Regions from separate parts of the Bactrocera dorsalis genome. Here region 2 is linked to region 1. The links are chromatin contacts, called in public Hi-C maps. All regions are on one chromosome and are shown on one strand. Each heading gives the region's core, a stretch centred on a gene start, on an enhancer-like site or on the middle of the called end of the contact. The rest is flanking DNA. Distances are from core to core; before and after follow the strand shown. Region 1 holds the start of LOC105231772 (headcase protein). Region 2 overlaps LOC105231772 (headcase protein).

The links. Hi-C and Micro-C count contacts between places; a contact is called where the count stands out from the background.
Region 2: a Hi-C map of whole body shows a contact between it and region 1, with 2.6 times the contacts expected there. The contact joins the enhancer-like site here to the promoter of LOC105231772 in region 1.

What each region holds. Positions count from the first base shown.
Region 1 is chr2:34,331,793-34,338,721 of ASM2337382v1, reverse strand. LOC105231772 (headcase protein) reads right to left here and starts at 2,027. Exons shown (of 6, transcript XM_011213228.4): 1 at 1-2,027. The coding sequence starts at 691.
Region 2 is chr2:34,400,939-34,407,392 of ASM2337382v1, reverse strand. All of the region lies in intron 1 of LOC105231772 (headcase protein), which reads right to left. Among protein-coding and RNA genes, the nearest start is that of LOC105231772, 67 kb to the right of the region's middle. Within about 2 kb of position 4,667, the one cell type or tissue checked has open chromatin away from gene starts, as enhancers often do.

The sequences.
Region 1 (6,929 bases), core at 778-3,277:
TCCACAAGTTTTGTGAGCGTTGACGATCTGACCATGAACGTGCTCGTCCCATAGTCTTGAGGGTCACCAACACAGATTGCTCCCAAGAATCAAAGCATTCGCGATGCATATACTGTCCCATGTTACAGTTCTCATTATTGCAAAGCACACGTACAGTGTCACTTAGATCGTCCAAAGCAATAAGACAGGAACCGTCCACTTTTAAACAATCACCATTTGGATAGCAACAGCGAGTGTATTGATCATGAATATTACCGTTTACATTGCCATTCACATTATTACTGATATTATTATTATTGCTTATATTGCTGACAACATGGTGTGGGTGGTGGCCATTCTGAGTGCCGGAGGACGGACCAACAGCACCAGTGGTACCATTCAGCGTTGCATGTGTCAAATTACCCGTTTGCATGGGTGACATGTTGATGTTGTTGCCGTTGCTATTATTCAAATTATTGTTGGTGTTATGATTATCGCTGTTGCTGTTGTTAGTGATCAAGGTAGAACCGTTATTGGAATCAAGTAGATTGGCCCCGTTGTATAAGGATGTGGAGTACAAAAATGCTTGAATATGTTGCTGACTTTGTTGCGGTTGTTGCTGCTGTTGAGATTGTGGCAATTGATGTTGAACTAAAAGATTGGTGCTGCTGTTGGCGCTATTGCTGTCACGACGTGGCGCCATAAGTAGCATTTAGTAGTTGGATAGGATGCCGATGCTCAATGTTTGTAGTTTATTTTACAAAAATTTACTTTTATTAGTAGGTATTGGTTTGTTTTCACAGTTGAAATTCAATTTGGATTTTTTTAAAGGGAGACATGATTTAAAATTTTTTTTGTCACCGCTATTTTGTTCTTATTTGTTATTTTTATTGTGTGCTGAACTTTTAAAGCGAATATTTCTCTTTTTCTCTTAATTTTTTTGTCATAAATCCATTAAAGGGTTAATGCTTTTGAATGGTTAGATATTATTTTCTTGAAATTTTATTGTGTACGTTTATTTCAAATACTATTTACAAAATTACCAGTTATATTTGAAATATGCAAATATTATGGCGTTTTGTAATTTTGTTATATTTTTATACCGAAAATTTCGACTCTTCCACAAGGGGAAAATACATTTCCCTTGCAATGCACACTTTTGCTAATAAAACTTGTTTTTTTTTTTGTATCAAAAGTTATATATTATTCCTGTTATCGGTTTTATTTTTATATCAAAACATTATATTTATATTAGAAATTCATTCTTTAGTTTTAACTGTATACGATAATAAAATATCGCATTTTCATTATTAAACGTCGAAAGGATTTTTTAAATTGGTTATATACATATGTTTGTATACATTTCCATTAGTTCATAAGTATTCCGTTAATAGTTTTATTTATATCCAAGTGGATTCCTGAGTTTGGTTTCAATTATTTAAGCCTTTTATCTTCGCATAAATTTTTTTCACGAACGTCTGCTACTAGAAAGCATTATTCCAATAAGAATTGACGAGTCGATTGTAAATTCGGCAAACAAAAAAACTAATTTGCATCTTTTGACACTTCCTCTTATTCACTTTCGTTGCTCGCGCTGGGAATCACTATAATGGTTGTCGATTGTGGTTTCGCGGCTACTAAAAAGTGAATGATCAAAAAGATTTAACTATTTTCTAATTTAGTTGTTAATTGCAAAGTGCAAAAATGTCAAATCAGAACCGCAACACGGCGAACTTATTTCGTTTGTTCTTTGCGTTTCAGGCAGTATATAATATTATTCGAAATTCGAGTTAAGCAACTTAATACATTTCGCCAAAAACTAGTAATACGTATTCGTCAATTACACAAAAAGTTTTCATTAGTTCTGCTATAATTGGCAGAACTCGCGATTTTTCCGTTTACTATGCTTACTGTTTATTTTTCTAATACTTTGTAGTTTTTACTTATTTTTTCAGCTACTTCACTGCTGACACACTATGAACAACGCACTCCGCTATGATCCGTAACACAACTTGTTCAGCAGAAAGCGAAATTTAAACTATTTCCATTTGTTGGCAACTTTGTCGGCGTGAGCTCCGTTCGAACAGAAAAATTTCAAAATAAAAAACGACCAAGTTCGATGTTCGCCCCAGCAACAAGTTCGCTCAAAATCATACAACAGGAAATTATTTTAACAGTCTCTGCCCCAACTAACGGCGACGTAACAGTGAACGTCATTAACAACAGAACGTGTTTAAACACGTTGATTGTTTTCGGTGTGCCAAATGCAGAGATAAAGACAAGCAGCAGCGTTGAAAAAACCAATATGCAGGGAAATTATCTATGGGAGAGCAACAACAATACTGCGCAACTGCTTACTGCGCAGTCGCTGTTAATATTTTCTGTTACTGCGGCGCAAAGCTTCGAGCCATAGCACCAAACAAGTTCGGTTGGCTTCCAACATGTTCGTCATACTATTTTGAGTGCGGTGAAAACGAGATAACGCTATTGTGTTGCTTTTTTCGTTTACAAAATATTGCAAAAAACATAGCCGGCAAAAATTGTACAACAAAAACAACCCCTCTTTTTTATAACTTGCCGGTTCGCTGCCAGCTGCGCTGCTAAGAAGCGCATGGAATTGCAGAGAATAAAAATGTACGTTCGTGCGCTATTCCAGCGGCATGAAGCACATGATTCCAATCAGAATTTTCGCTATGGTACTCGCTGCATGCAGATTGTGATGGCTATGTTTATGCTTATGCATATGTACATACATGTTTACATAAGTGCAGATATAGATAAATATGTATTAGCTAGTAAACATAAATGTGAATGTGCATAAAGATGTGCATTGCAGCGCAGTGCTTGTGCGACGACTGCATTTTTCGCTTTTGTTTGCTGCAGCGCTGACTGGCCGAAATTGCTGAGTTGTGATATGAAAAGCGAATTGCATACATAAGAATGTGTGTATGTACATACATATGTATGTATGTATGCAAACAGTTATTTATTGCATTATAATTAGAGCTAATTTTGATTTGCTGAATAGAATTTCTAATAGGTATCCCATTATATTGCTTTATATGGATATGTACATATGTAAGTACATATATACATACATACATACATATGTACACAATTATACCATTTTTTAATAGAATACAGTAATCTAATGATTAAGCACGGCTTGTTACAGAATAGAGACAGAACTTTCATTAATTCAAGGATTCAATGACTATTTTCCACCATGTTAGAATTTTCAAAACCTGCTCGGGTTAAAAATATGTATGTTTGAGTAAAATAATGACCGGAAACATATCGAAGCAGGTCAAAGATTGATTCAGTCAAAATAATATTCAGGTTCTAAGCTGACCACCAGAGTCGGCTAGTTACAATTGCTTCATGAAGTAAATATGGTTTTAGATACTAGTCAAGGACACATTGGAAAATACCGAGGGTATTCGAAAGTAGAAGCTATAAATGGCATTGCACTAAATGTTGAGATGTTTTATTTTAGAGTATTGAACTAAAATCTAATAACTAAAACGGATCCCTCTTCAAATCACAGCAAAAGCATAACATGCCAATAAATTTTGAATTTTCTCTGTTATATTGTACACAGGGAGAGATCGGGGATAGTTCCTAGAGTTCTCAGGTTGGCTTAGTGCTCTGTAACAATGTTTTGCAGATTTTTTCTCTCTTCTTCTCCAGATCTCGGTTTTCTCTCTATTATTCTGTATATTTTATATAACAGATCAATTGAAAAGTCCCCGCCTTATCATAGTAAAAAATTATTGTTTGTCAAAATTCGTTCCCTTCGACGTTCAAGGGTAATACATTTATTACAGAGACCCTCCAATTTTTCGATGCCATTTTTGTATTACGATTTGTTCTTTGCTTTAAAACAGACCTCAGTTTTGGCGTCACTTGTTCATTTGACGAAAACTTTTCCCAGCGAGATCTTTTGAGATCTGAGAACAGAAAATGGTCGCTGGCGGCCTTCTTTGGAGAACACGGTGACGGAGAAGCAATTCAAAGGCCAGTTCATAGATTTTTGACCTGTGACACGGTGCATTGACGTGGTGAAACAACACGTTCTTTTTCTTCAAATGCGGCCATTTTTCAGCGATTTCGTCCTTCTAATGGTTCAATACCGCCTCGTAATAGTCGCTGTTGACGGCTCTTCTGTTTTTCAAGTGAAAAAATTTTCAAAATCTTTTCAAAAAATTATTTCATGCGTATCCAAAATATAGATGGCCGCAACTCTGCCAGCCGACCTGTGCAGTCTACTCGGATTACTTTCAATTGGACATCGGAGGGAAATGATGGAGTTCGGGTTTATTACGCTTGAACATCTCCAAACACTGATCCGAATCACCAACTCGTTGTTGTTGTTGTTGTTGTTGTAACGGATACTTAGTGTTCATTAGGATGGTAAGGATTAGATAAGTTGTCATCGAGGTCATCCAACGGCAGACCCAGGAAAAGTGCTGTTTCGACGGGGTTGGACCATAGGGATGGAGGTGTTAGATGTGTAGTATTAGCAGGGCATTCAAAGTGGAGTTAGTGTCATGCCGAGACTCTTTGCACGCTGGAGATATATTTGATATGTTTAACCTGGTACAGTATCCAGAACGAAGCTGCACATTCGATTCTCGCGGCAACCCGAGCTCTCCATCTGCAATGGGTGGTGGTTTCACTCCAAGTACGCCATTCACTATGAGGGAGTGGGTGAAGTTGCGATTGCCTCCACTTTGAATGCCGGTCAGTGCAGTGCATGTCTGAAGTTTGTTGCGTCGTAAGTCTGGTCGGCGTATTGTTTTACGTCGTTTACGTAGTCGAGGAAGGACCTCTCCGAGCCGTTCGATACCAAACGAGGTTTCAGACAAGGCGACTCCCTATCGTGCGATTTCTTCAATCTGCTGCTGGAGAAAATTATTCGGGCTGCAGAACTTAATCGAGCAGGTACAATCTTTTATAAGAGTGTACAGCTGCTGGCGTATGCCGATGATATTGTTATCATTGGCCTCTACACCCGCGCCGTTAGGTCTGCTTTCTCCAGACTGAATAAGGAAGCAAAGCAAATGGGTCTGGCAGTTAACGAGGGCAAGACGAAATATCTCCTGTCATCAAACAAACAGTCGTCGCACTCGCGACTTGGCTCTCACGTCACTGTTGACAGTCATAACTTTGAAGTTGTAGATAATTTCGTCTATTTAGGAACCAGTATTAACACCACCAACAATGTCAGCCTGGAAATCCAACGCAGGATTACTCTTGCCAACAGGTGCTACTTCGGACTGAGTAGGCAATTGAAAAGTAAAGTCCTCTCTCGACGAACAAAAACCAAACTCTATAAGTCGCTCATAATTCCCGTCCTGCTATATGGTGCAGAGGCTTGGACGATGTCAACAACGGATGAGTCGACGTTGCGAGTTTTCGAGAGAAAAGTTCTGCGAAAGATTTATGGTCCTTTGCGCGTTGGCCACGGCGAATATCGCATTCGATGGAACGATGAGCTGTACGAGATATACGACGACATTGACATAGTTCAGCGAATTAAAAGACAGCGGCTACGCTGGCTAGGTCATGTTGTCCGGATGGACGAAAACACTCCAGCTCTGAAAGTATTCGACGCAGTACCCGCCGGGGGAAGCAGAGGAAGAGGAAGACCTCCACTCCGTTGGAAGGACCAAGTGGAGAAGGACCTGGCTTCGCTTGGAATATCCAATTGGCGCCACGTAGCGAAAAGAAGAAACGACTGGCGCGCGGTTGTTAACTCGGCTATAATCGCGTAAGCGGTGTCTACGCCAATTAAGAAGAAGAAGAAGAAAGGATTACACTTTCGGAGATGTAACCTCGATTTGGGTCGATGTGATTCAAAATCATCGTCGTTGGTTTCGATCAATATCTGACATCTTTAGAGTGCCTGCTAACTGGAACAACTTCACTTTACGGTCATCCAAAACTATTTATTGGACTTTTTAATGTTAACAATTACAAATGGGTATCCACTGTGCTCACCGTCTTCGATGCTCATTTCGCCACGTCTAAACTTAGGCTACCGACACTTGATGGTTGTTTTCCTTGGGGCTAGTAGACATTTTTCAAAAGCCTGTTTTTGACAGATCACGCATGAGTCATTTCAAGTTGTCATGCTATTTTTGTTCAGTATTATTTGGCAATGGTTAATGGCGACCGGCCATGATAAGCGACTTTTTGATGCCTGAAATTGAATCTCGTGATCTCGACGTTATTTGGTTTCAACAAGAAGGCGCCACATCTCACACACCACAGCAATAAATGGATTTATTTGGATTTATTTTTAATAAATGGGATAGTACTGAATCGTTCAGATCATACCACTATAGCAAAAAGTTGTTCTTCCCACTGACCGATCAAAATCAAATCAAAAATATGTTTAGAAAATAATAAAAATCAAAACTGTATTAGATTCTTTAGTGGATTTAAAGAGTGGAAATAAGCACAAATATTTCTCGAAAACAACTTAAGTAAAATCACTGTAATATACATACATATTTATAAATTCATCTATTTATATATTCTCATTGTAGATACTCCATCTTCTTTGCAAACACTCTGCCATCCTCATAGAAAGATACGAACATAGAATATGCCTAGACACAGCGAAAGGCATTAAGGTATTAAAAATCATTTCCATTTCAAACATTAACCAGAATTACACATAGCTATGTATATGTAAATATAATATATGCGAGAAGTATTTAATAGGTATGGGAATTCGTAGATACAAGTACACAACTATACATAAGTACATACATACATACATACATATATATATATTTCCTGACTTTCGTGCAACCAAGCATAAAAAGCAAAACCTAAAAATTTGCAGTCACTGTCGCTTTTGGTTTTTAACCAAGCTGCGCTGGTGTGTGGGGAAACGTGGCGAATCCACATCCACGCCACGCCGCCATTCAGGGTGCAGT
Region 2 (6,454 bases), core at 3,418-5,917, 66 kb before region 1:
AATGCGAATTAATGCCACAGCGCGCACGAACACACTACACTACACTATATACATTATAAATACATGAATATATGTTTATATATTTGCGCTTGTACTTATGAGTAAATGCGCATGTGCGCTGCCATGTCAAAGATTGATATGATTTATGCGCAGATTGCTGACATGCGCGCCAACTAGCTGACTGAATGACTGACCGAGTGTCTAGAATGGCTAACTGAATGAATACCTTTTGGTATTCTAACAATGGCGCAATATTAGCAGACACATAAAATATATTTACGTACTTGTATGTACTACTAATGGCATAGACTTCTTGCTTATTCGAATATATTTCGATATACAATGTTGTAGGCTAATTGAAAGCGAGATCTTGTCGCGCTCGAAAGTGAATGAGCAAATGCTGCAAGCTGGGTTTTAACATATACATATATTTATGTATTATGTAAATATGTATGTATATTTCGTGCGTTTAGCTTTTAGTTTATTTCATTATTATTCTGTTTTGGAAGCTTCTTGCCGCTCATGTCGGCCAGTTAACGAGCTAGTTTGTTCGAATGCCGTTGAATTTTGCACGTTTTATTCAAATTCTTTTTAGATACAAAATCTATTGTTGTCATTTTTCGTATGTAAGCTAATGATGCTTACGAGTTGCGGTGTATTTTTAAGTTTTTGATTTTTTGTTTAAAAATTTTTGTATTAGAATTTTTTATATTTTAAGTTTTATTTTTTTTTTAATTCAAATTTTTTTACATAATAAAAATAAGGCATTTAAAATAATAAAAACAAAGCATGTAAGTAAAAAATAATAATTAATTTTAATTTTTTAAATTAATTTTTTTTTAATTATTTTTAATTTTTTAAATAATTTAAAGTTTTTGGAATTAATTTTAATTTTTTTAATCCATTAATTTTAGTTACCATTTTTTTATTTTTGTAAATTATTATTATTTTTTTTTAATAAAAGTGGTATTGAATTAAAAAAATAATCAGTTTTAATTCTTGATTAATTTTAATTTTTATTAATTAATAAATTAAATTTTCTACATAATAAAAAATGGCATTGAATTAAAGAATAGCATGAAATTAAACAACCAAGAATTAATTCTAATTTTTTTAAATTAATTTAAATTTAAAATTAAAAATTAAAATCAATCAAGAAGAACTGGTAAATTTTTTTAATAAGTAAAAAAACAAAATATTGTAAAAAATAAAAAAAATTAGTTTATATAAAAAAATTACAAGTTAATTTAAAAAATCAATCAATTTTAAAAAATTGACCAGTTCTTCTTGATTGATTTTAATTTTTCTAAATTAACTTGTAATTTTTTTGAATTAATTTAAATTTTTAACTTTTAAATAAATTTTATTTTTTTAAATGTAGAAAACTAAACTTTTGATTTTATTTTTTAAAATTAATTAACTAATTTTTGTTTTTTTTTTTGTAAAATATTTTGTTTTTTTATTTATTAAAAAAATTTACCAGTTCTTCTTGATTAATTTTAAATTTTCTTAATTAACTGTAATTTTTTAAATTAATTTAAATTTTTAATGTTTAAAATTTTTAAACAATTGTAATTATTATTTTTTTTAATTTTTGTAAACTAGTTTTCGATTTTTTTTAATAATAAAAAAATGGCATTGAATTGAAAAAAATTAATTAATTTTATTATTTATTTTTTATTTTAAATAATTTTATTTTCTTTGTTAAATAATTGTAATTATTTTTTTTAATTTTTGCAAAATATTTTTTAATTTTTTTAGTTAAATTTTTTGTTAATTTTTTTTTAATTTAGTTCAATATTTTTCTTTTATTTCTTATTTATTTTTTTATTACCTGATTGGCTTTAAAAGCGAATTCAAACCAGTGCAGACCACCGCTTGTTTAGTGCAAATTTGTTGTTGTACATTATATTTTATTTTTTGTATATTTTTGGCTTTTGTGTAATTGATTTATAAAAGGAAGTCATATATAACACATCACGACAGCGAACTCAGCACAACAAATACAGCGGAAAACAAAGCAAATATAAACAATGCATGTCAAATTATTAAAAATTAGCAGTCGAGCAATGGAAAAAAAAATTATGAAACTAATATTTTCTATGCTCTCAACTAGCACAGCTTTCAATGGCTTCCTAATAGTTGTGCTGCAGCAAGCAAATTATTTTCCAAGCATTGTATATATGTACATACATATGTGAGACATTGCCGTACTGTGCTAGTTGTTGCTATTTCCTCTTGTTGTTTCACTCATCATTTGACAATTCGTGCCGAAAAAGGCATTAACACATAAATGAGCGATTTAAAGATATATACATATGTATATGTAAATAGCATATATAGATATGTAAATAGCTATGTGTCCGTCGGTATAAAAGCCAATGTCACGTCGTCACCGTTGTCGATCCATCACCATTCATAATGTCACAAAATTTGCTACCAAAAATAACTAAATAAACAAAAGATAAAAATAAAATAAAAAAAATTCAAAGAAACAGCTAAAAATACAATAAAAAGATTAAATAAAAAAATACAAAAAAAAAATTGTATTTAAAATTAAAAAAAAAAAACTGAAATACTCAAAATATAATTCAGCTCACTGCAGCTGCGATTACGTGCTTGTGTGAAAAAAATTAAAATGAAAAATAAATAAAAAAAAAACAAGCAAATAAATACAAATCGAGGCAACAACTGTGACTGACGGCGAACTAAAATTATGCAAATTCGTAAACACGTACCCACCCAACATTTCGTTTGACTTGCAAGACCAAGCACATTAAATAACTAATCGTCAATAAATTTTCGTGTCAGCGCCGCGTTTATTTGTTTTAAATTAATTAGGGGTATTAGTGGCGGCGCATGTGGGGAATATGAAAGAGCGAAAGACCAAAAATTAACAAAACATTTTTTCGGCGAAAACCGATCCACATTGAGAATACTAGAATATATTTATATTGCATACAGTATTCACTGCAAAATTGAGTAAATTTGTGGCTCAATTAGGGGCTGAGTCAATTAAATGAATGCAGTAGCTGGTACAATTAGTGTAAACGAGATTAATGGAACATGCTGTAATCACGACATTTTTGTCGACTTTTCATACCCTGACTTGGGTGCCACGAATTTTATAAAAGACAGTGAGAAACGTTGGATATCTTATAAAGTCGTTTTAGTCTGTCTTTTTGTATATACGCGAACTAGTATCTTAATTTTTGAGATATCGTCTTGAAATTTTGCACACATTATTCTCTACCCAAAAAGCTGTTCATTTTGTTGGAATCGCCGATATCGGACCGCTATATACTATAGTGATTTGAGCTGTCACACAAATTGAACGTTCGGAGTAAAATGCTTGTATGGAAAAGTTTTTCATCTGACGAGATATCATTACGAAATTTCGCATAGAATATTATCCAATACAATGCTACAATATATGAAGACATTTTCTACATCGGACTACTATAGCATATAGCTGCCATACAAATTGGACGTTCGGAGTAAAATGCTTGTATGGAAAACTTTTTTATTTGACGAGATATCATTACGAAATTTGGTATAAATAATTGCTTAAAGCAACGGTATAACCTCCGAAGAAATTATCCCGATCGGACTACTATAGCATATAGCTGCCATACAAATTTACCGATTTAAACCTTTTTATACCCTTTTAAGCTATAAGAAATATACTCGTGAAGGGTATTATAGCTGCGATGCAGCCGAAGTTAGACTTGTTTTTTCAATTTTAAAGTGTCTTCGTTAAATTTTGCGCGATTAAACGAGATAAAATCTTCTAAATCTGATTATAACAAATTTTAAGTATGAGATTTTCTCTAAAATGAGTAATAAAATTATAATAGTATATAAAATTATAGTAAACCGGATCACTTAAACAGCTCCAGAAAAATAAATTCACATAATTTTAATTTTTCTGACGATAATTGTTGCACAATTAACCGTTGTAAATAGTTTTAAAGTATTTTGATAAAAAAAATTTCTGGATTGAAATTTGCGCAAAATAATTAAACGGATGACTGGCTCCACATCTGCAAAACGTTTTACTTACTCCATAACATTTTAGTACTATTTTAATAATTTTAGAAGAGTTTTTGCATAATTAAAATTATTAATTATTTAAAAATTTCCTAAAAAAAAATTGTGACGAATTTTGTGCGAACATTTCACATTCAAAATATTTTCAATGGATGAGCTGATTCCAAAAAGCAGCTAATTAATTTAATGACGAGTCAATTAAGTGGTTACTACTGTAAAAACGCATATTTTCTCCAATTCAAACTGCAATCCATATTGTTTAAATACTTTAATTACCGCAGCTTACAATGTTCAATTTAAAATAGAGCCACTACTGAGCATGATTTCGCTATTACCCGCCAGACATGCGTTTGTATGTAAGTGTGTTTTTACCATTTCTCTCTCTTTCTCGCTGGCAATTACATTTTGCTTCTTGACCATATGTTGCCGACCGTCTATTGCCGGCCTTTGCCGCTTGACTGACCACATACCCATACTTTCGTTTTCTATAGAGCAATTTTTATTGCGCTCTTTTTCGCCTGCTCCATTTGCGCTTTTCAAGCACCTCACTTATTTGCGCTTAACCCCAGTTGATCCCGTGGCAATTGCATTCCCGCATGTGCGCCTCCATAATGCCAGACACAAAGTACATACAAAGTGCTAGTCTGGAGCTTAGCATGGCCACACACGAACTACTGGCATGTACATAAGTATGTGTGTGTAGATATGTAGCAGTATGTGTGGCTATGAGCAATTGTTGCCCGCTGGCAATTAAGCGTATTTACAGTCTCCTTTTAATTGCGAACAAATCAAAGTCACTGCTGTCTTTTTATAATCTGCGAGAATGCTGTTAACTGCACGTCACAGACACATACATACATATGTATGTATATGTCTGTGTTTATAGCATGTATGTGTGTGTGTGTGTGGTGGCTTTGAATATCCTTGCAATTATTTTTTCAACGTCTGGCGCGCTATTTGTTGAATATAAATAACTTTTATTTAAGCACTTTTTATTTGTTTTCAACAAACTGTGTATGTCAGTTTTTTAAGGACTCTTCTGTGTAAATATTTACATGTGTGTGTGGAAAAAATGCAACAAAAATATGTGGCGACTCGCACACAAGGTTCTCTTTTTGTATAATTTGTGTCAATGTGTGGCATGCAAATACGCAAACTTTTATTTAATATTTTTTTTTTTAAGTTGCTTGTATTTTTGCGCATGTGTGCGTTGTGCTTCATACATTCATTAACTCGCCTTCATTCTGCTACTGACTCTTTGACATTGAGAACTCGTTAAAACAAACGAAAAATAAGCAGAAAATCTGTGAAATTTTTAATAAACTTCATAAATATTGATTGTATGCGAATTAACAAGTGTTTCATATGCAGCTATGTATATGTGTGTGTATATGTATGATATAAGCGATATATTGTTTTTTCGTCAATGCTGCCATATTGCTTCAGTCAAACTGCCAGCTGTTTGTTTGTTGTACATATTTACAGCTAAATAAATGGCAGAAATGAAAAATTCATCGATTTATTTTTTATACCCTCAACAGCGTATAGTAAATTGACTATGAAGTTTGTAAAACCCAGGAGGAAACGTCGAAAACCTTATAAAGTGTTTATATGTATATGTAACGAGTTAAGTGGTTTTAGGTATGTCCATCTGTCACGTCTTTTTCTCTCCAAGAGGTTACACATTTGTCGAAATTACCGATATCGAACAAGTATAGCAAAAGGCTTTCCTACAAACTGAACGATCGAATCAAGCGCTTGTATGAAAAACTTTTTAATTTGATGAGATATCTTCACGAAATTTAGCATGGATTGTTGTCCGAGGGAACGGTACAATATCGAAAGAATTTGTTCAGATCGGACAACTTTAGCATATAGCTGACATACAAACTGAACCTTAAAAATCTAGTTCTAGTAAGGAAAACTTCTTCGATTGACAAGATATCTCCACAAAATTTGGTAAGAGTCATTGCCTAAAGTAATAATACAACCTCCGAAGAAATTGTTCAGATCGAACAACTATAGCATGGCATATGGCAACTATACAAACTGACCGATCGTTCTCAAACGTTTGTATGAAAAACTTTTTAATTTGATGAGATATCATGACGAAATTTGGCATGGATTGTGATCCGAGTCAAAGGTATAATATTAGAAAAATTCGTTCAAATCGAAACACTATAGCATATAGCTGCCATACAAACTGGTCGATCAATATCAAATTGTATGGCAGCTTTTTTATTTGTGAGTGGTATTTTAATTTCAAGACAACTGAAGTTTATTTTTTTTTCTTTACCGAAAAATTTTCTGTTTGACTCAAATCAATACAGACATGCAGACGACATGAGCGGTGGTCTTTGCTGTGTTAAAATTTCATATGTATTTACAATTAAATATTTTGCGC